Linked DNA regions of Sus scrofa: region 2 is linked to region 1. The links are chromatin contacts, called in public HiChIP or PLAC-seq maps. All regions are on one chromosome and are shown on one strand. The core of a region is the stretch at or near the end of the contact, and the rest is flanking DNA. Distances in the headings are between cores, read along the strand shown. Region 1 holds the start of AMCF-II (alveolar macrophage-derived chemotactic factor-II). Region 2 holds the start of MTHFD2L (probable bifunctional methylenetetrahydrofolate dehydrogenase/cyclohydrolase 2).

Evidence for each region. HiChIP or PLAC-seq counts read pairs in DNA pulled down with a chosen protein or histone mark.
Region 2: a contact with region 1 is called in an H3K27ac HiChIP or PLAC-seq map of alveolar macrophages. The contact joins the promoter of MTHFD2L here to the promoter of AMCF-II in region 1.

Annotation. Positions count from the first base shown.
Region 1 is chr8:70,006,560-70,009,649 of Sscrofa11.1, forward strand. It overlaps AMCF-II (alveolar macrophage-derived chemotactic factor-II), which reads left to right and starts at 1,666. Exons shown (of 4, transcript NM_213876.1): 1 at 1,666-1,814; 2 at 1,959-2,103; 3 at 2,241-2,324; 4 at 2,691-3,090. The coding sequence starts at 1,709. The coding sequence ends at 2,709.
Region 2 is chr8:70,178,129-70,181,218 of Sscrofa11.1, forward strand. MTHFD2L (probable bifunctional methylenetetrahydrofolate dehydrogenase/cyclohydrolase 2) reads left to right here and starts at 1,573. Exons shown (of 10, transcript XM_021101430.1): 1 at 1,573-1,821.

The sequences.
Region 1 (3,090 bases), core at 416-2,915:
TGATGGTACTAGGAAGCTGTACAGCAGAGACAACTTCCTGTTTAACTTCCCACATGGTGAGGCCAAATTTCTCAGCCTTCCTCAACTAGGGAATTTCTTAAGTTTTCTTCCAGATGACAAGGTCTAAAGGTGTAGGACACCTCCTCCTTGCTCACCAGTGGAGGTGCTCTCCTGACAAGGAAGATGTATGGAGGAGTTAAGAAAATCTCCCAGGGTCAGAGGGGATAAGGAAAAGAATTTTGCTTCATGACTAGTTTCTGATTGCCATGTTTACCCATTGCTTTGGCTGGCCTACTGTTGAACACAAGAGTCTTGAGAAAGGTCCAGAATCAGATCTAGTTAGATTTCCATGAAAGAAAGCCTACATGAAATACCAATATCATACTCATGCTAGTCATGAAACCAGATACATGGAAGATCTAGCCATTAAAACTTCAGAGTTCTAACTAATTCCACAGAGAAGAGAGAGATCGAGGAAGCTGGAAGCTACCTCACCCCTCAGCTTCAGGGGTCAGCTCTGAATTCACTTGGACTAGAGCAGGACTGTGGAAACAGGCTTGGTCACACTGCTGATCATGAAGCTGGATGGTTCCAGAAGCTTGTGTGTGAGTCACCCTTCCCTCTTATGAGGTTGTTTGAGTGAAGTCAGAGTGGATGCTGTTTTGGTGCCAAATTGATTCAAGTTCCTAGACCCAAAGTTCCATATGAGCCCCTCAAACTCATCACACTCCACAGCGTCTCCAAAGTAAGTCAATTACACACCTGGCTAGAGTCTGGAGCCATAGCTAAGACAGGCTAGGCTCTTCTGCACTGCTTCAGGGGGTACTCACCCCACCCTATCCCACCCCAGCCAAGACCATACCTGTTCAGATTCCATGGTGCACTGAACTGCAGAAAGTAAGGCATCCTTTCCCACGGCAATCTGCGGCTGCATGATTTTTGTTTTCCTTAAACCACCTTGACACACATATTTGCAAAACTAAGTATAAGATTTCCAGCAAGAGACTTGATTTTGTAGCCCTGTTCCTGCCATTGACTTCAAGTGAGAGTAGAAACACTCATGTTCTCTTAGCTTCTAAGACTGGCTGAAGTTCAGAGAATTATAAAATAATTAAGAAAACTAGAACGGTCTGCCTGCAAGCAGGAGCCAGAAAGTCTTTCAGTTTAGTGCAGTTTTAATCATGGCTTACATTTCCCGATTAATAATGACAATATCATTATAAATGAAAACAGTAATAATGATAATAATAATAATTACAAAGGACATTTAGAAATTTTTCTAAAGTCAAACGTCTCAGCTACTTTATTTCCAGTTTTCCTCTTTACATAGAGATGAAAGGCACTTCTAAGAAGACTGTCCCCCAGGAGAGGCTGGCTTTCACCAGCCGGGGCTGGCTAGACTGTTCCTCACCTCCAGTAGGAACTCCTTCCAGCGCCGGCAAGCAAGGTCATCCCGGAGTCAGGGGTGCGAGCAGCTCAGCTCCTCCCAGCCACCCACCTCCATCCCTACTACCCAGCCCCCTTCCTCCGCCCCCCTCAGTCCAGGGAATTTCCCAAGCATCCCAAAGGTTGGGTTTCCTGCCCCGAGGAAGGGGCGAGTGCAGATAAAAGGGATGCTGAGGACTCGAAGTCCACGCTCTCTGGAGCTTCAAATCTCCGCGCCTTCTCCCTCCTCCTGAACTCCTCTCGCTGCGCTCTCTTCGCCACTATGAGACTCCTAACCAGTCGCGCTACCCGCGTTCCCAGCCCTTCCGGCTTGCTGTGCGCAGTGCTGGCGATGCTGCTCCTGACGCCGTCGGGGCCCCTTGCCAGCGGTGAGAGCGCACAGCCAGCGGGATGCACCCCGGGAGGGTTCCGGGCGGCTCTCGGCAGGAGCGGGGAAGTGTCCCAGGCGGGCTGGCTGGGGAAGAGTTTTTCCAAGCAGCCTGCGTATAACAGTGTCCCTCTTTCTACCCCAGCTAGTCCTATCGAGGCGGCCGAGGCGGCTGTAGTGAGAGAGCTACGTTGCATGTGTTTAACCACCACACCCGGGATTCATCCCAAGATGATCAGTGATCTGCAGGTGATCCCCGCAGGACCGCAGTGCTCCAAGGCAGAAGTGATGTAAGTCCTTGTGCGCGGCTCTGTGCACTGTGACCTTGGCAAAAAGGAAAGACCCCCCCCCCGCCCTTCCCCACTGCCCCCAGCCTGGGTCTTCAGCCCCTTCAGCTCACAGAGGCATCTTTTTTTTCTTTCTGCAGAGCCACCCTGAAGAATGGAAAGGAAGTCTGTCTGGACCCAAAAGCTCCTCTGATCAAGAAAATCGTCCAGAAAATGTTGGACAGGTACCTATCACTTTGATCTTTTTGGTTTTCTTAATCTCTCTTGGAGTGTGGATTTCACATGGTCTTTATTCTATGCGTGGGATTTGGCTACACATTCTAGGACATGCTTAGTATAAAAAGGATGGTCGGGAGAAGAGTGGGAAATTGTTCTAGAATGTCCTGGGAAAATCCTTATCACCAATCTCATGTGTGATTGCCTAGAAAATTACACAGAACTCATTATTGAGATGTGTTTTTTGTTTGTATAGTCCTGGAATCCACCCTTTGCTTTTGATTTGATTGATTCTAAACTCTGCTTTGGAAACAGGTTGGGGTAGACAGGTGTGTGGCAATTGGGTTTAATTGATATCATTCTTTTCTCAACAGTGGGAAAAAGAAAAATTAAGAGAAAGGATCATGCATTGGAAAAAAATCGCCCAGTTCTTCAGCAGAAGAGTTTTCTGGAGATCTCTGGACCCAGTGAAGACAGAAAGCAAGGGCTGATTTTCTCTGAGTTAGGTTTCTAGGTGAATTCCCCACTAGGAGAGAGGGGTGGGAGGAGGGAAACTATGATCCTGCAGCTTTCTGCTCAATTTACAAAGTGGTTAGCATACCCTTTCCTGCTCCTTATTTGCTGTTATTTCATCTGCTATGCTACTGAAATATTTAGCAGTTGACTAAACTGTAAGTCAAGAATCACTGGGTTGTTAATCTTTCAAGGTGACTATTGTAGTTCTAGAATATACTTTGTATAGTACTATGGAAAAAGCCATAGATTTGATGTGTG
Region 2 (3,090 bases), core at 323-2,822, 170 kb after region 1:
CCCACTCCCGCCTCCTCCCACTTGACAACCACAGTCCATGTCTGTGAGTCTGTTTCTGTTCTGTAGACAGGTTCATCTGTGTCATATTTTAGATTCCACATATAAGTGATATCATATGGTATCTGTCTTTCTCTTCCTGACTTACTTCACTTAGTATGAGGATCTCTAGTTCCACTCATGTTGATGCATAGTACTTTTATTTATTTATTTATTTTTGCTTTTTTTTAGGGCCACACCCATGGCATATGGAGGTTCCCAGGCGAGGGGTCGAATCAGAACTGTAGCTGTCGGACTATGCTACAGTACCACAGCAATGCAGGATCCAAGCTTCATCTTCAACCTATACCACAGCTCAAGGCAATGCCGGATCCATAACCCACTGAGCAAGGGCAGGGATCAAACCCACAACCTCATGGTTCCTAGTCGGATTTGTTTCCGCTGCACCATAACAGGAATGCCTTACTTTTTATTTTTAATGAATGTAACCTAATTCACATAAATAATCCTGTATTTTAAAGATGGAAGTTATTTTTAATTTTTTTAATTATATATTTTTCATTTTCTGCACACTTTTTCTACCTTTTGCATTATTCCTTTAGGCTGGACTACAAGAAAAATACAAAAAAAAAAAAACCCCACCAAAATAATACTTAATTCAAGGGCATGAAGAGACTGTTTCTTTCTTCATATTGTCACCAGTTAGGTAATATGCCTGATAGACCCCTGCCATAAGGAAAGTAAACTTGAAATAACTAAACCACTTGTCTAGCATAACTTCCTTGTCCTGTTCCCTTCTGCTTGCAAGTCTTTCATTTTTTCAAAGTCATGCTCCTTGGAGCTCTTTTCTATGTACTAGATTGGATGCGGCCCAATTCAAACCGATTTTTGCTCGAACTCTTAAAATTTTTAAATGTACCTCACTTGTCTTTTTAACATATCCCAGCATAATGAATAGTGGGTCTCATTTTTACTTTTTCAAAGGGAGCTGGATGTTTTGTTTTTTCACTACAAGTTCACTACATGATGCAGGTTCCTAGAGTGTGTTAATCACAGACTCCAGAAAATGGTAGACATTGGCCAATTTTTCTTTCCCAAAGTGGAGATCATAAGGTAGAACTATAGAAATTCTTAGGTCCAGGGCTTGTTCAGCCAGGTCCCCTTCCTTGCTCCACACACTCACAGTTTTGTTTCTTTTCTCAGCTCTCAAGGTATCTGTCTCACCAGGGGGATGGGAAACACGCTTCCAGCTTTAAATCAAATTCCAGACAGACTTGGAAGCTGTTGGACAGAGCTTTAGCTTGGGAGAAAAGGGGTGTGCTGCTGCAACTGATTCGTTTACCCTTTTTCTTGGTGTCCTCGCTATGGGAGCATCAGGTGAGAAGCCCGATCGCCGCCGGTCCACACTGCAGGCCACCAGCGTCTGGGAGCACCTGCCTCTGCTCTTCCCAACTTGGAGTTTGGGTCCAGCCTCGCCACCTGACAGTCCAGGGATTCCTTCGCCCCGCCCCCGCCCTGAGCTCCGCCCCTGGCCCCGCCCCTGTACGGTGCCCTCCTGGGACCCGCGGCTTGTGGGATACTGTCCCCCACGGGCCGGGTGGGGGCGGAACCCGACCTGCAGCTGCGAGGACCCGGGCGGCGGGAGGTGGCGCCTCGGTCCTGGAGCCCGGGGTTCGCGGCCATGACGGTGTCGGCCCGCGGCTTCTGGCTGCTCCGCGGCTGCCTGGGCCGAATGCTGGCGCTGGGCAGGAGCGCGGTGTCGCCCCTGGAGGCGCCAGGAGCGGCCGGGCGCGCGATCCGCGGCTTTCGGGGCAGCGGCGTGAGGTACGCGCGCTGTCGGACGCTCGACCTCCTCGGGTCTGGGCCCTCCCGGGTGCGAAGCCGCGGGCTGTGGGAGGGGCGGCGGGACGCCGGCAGCCGGTGAGGCGAGGCCCTCGCGCAGGAGGCCGGGGGCTCCCGGGCAGCCGCGCGGCGGGGCCAGGGGCGAGGCCTGTTTTGGCTGCGAACTTGGCCTTGCAGGCCGGGCGGGCCGGGCGGACCGGTAGCGTCGGCCTCAAGTCCAGCAACTTGGGCTTGCTCTGCGCTCCCTGGAACGTTCCATCTTGACAGCAGGTGCAGTTGTGTGTCTGAGGGAGACCTTTGAGGCCCTGAGGCAAGGGGTCATAAAAACACGTGGGCTACTTGTTTGAAACATCGTTTCTGTTTTGTTATTGTTGTGTTTTGTAAACAAAGGAGTGGGCGATGGCCCGATGGTTTAGTGGTGTTTGAGTCTCTGAATTTCTTTGTTGCATACTGAGGTCTTTTCCAGCTCTGAGATTCTTAAATGATTTCACAAAATCAGACATTAATCTCGACTTCTCAGTCTTCTGTATTGAAGTGGTCAAGCTGAGGTTCATTGCATCTCTTTGGAATTTGTTGCTGGGCAGCAGATTGCGAGTATGGCTTTAACTCTTTGCACAAGTGTTCCTAGGAACTCTTCATCCTTCCGTTATCTACTAGTTGTAGTTACAAACTCAAAAATAAGGAATTCCTTTGACCCAGAGCCAGTGAGGCCAGAAGAGATTCTGTTTTCAGACTTTCAGGGCTTCCAGTGTACTTTCATTGCAGTTTTCCATGCCAGAGACTGTCTTGTCTTTTTGCATCCTCAATGCCCAGCACCATACCTGCGAGAAAGTAAAGATCACTAGTGTGGAAACATAAGTACCGCTTATTTCACCAAAGTTGATGAACTCCCCGTTCTATATATTTGGACCGTAGTCTTAAGTGATTGCAATTAAAAAAAAAAAATCCTACAGGGTTTACTTTGGACATAGTTTCTGGTGACTACTGTTTGTCTTACACGAAGATATGTGAGAAAATAACAGTGACTCAGAGTTCTGGTTGTGGAAGCTCTTATGGTGTCTGAAAAAATTTTCCAGTTGGTTTGGAATTGTCAACTCTACTTACTACAGAAAAGCAGATTCTGTAGAATTGTATTTGTATGACAGGATTGGAGGAATTGTGTATGGTAGTCCCTCTATTTAGATACTTCTTTTTTGAATTTCAGTTATTTTAGGGCTTCTTTCCAGAATGAAGATAACCTTTTTCCAGTTG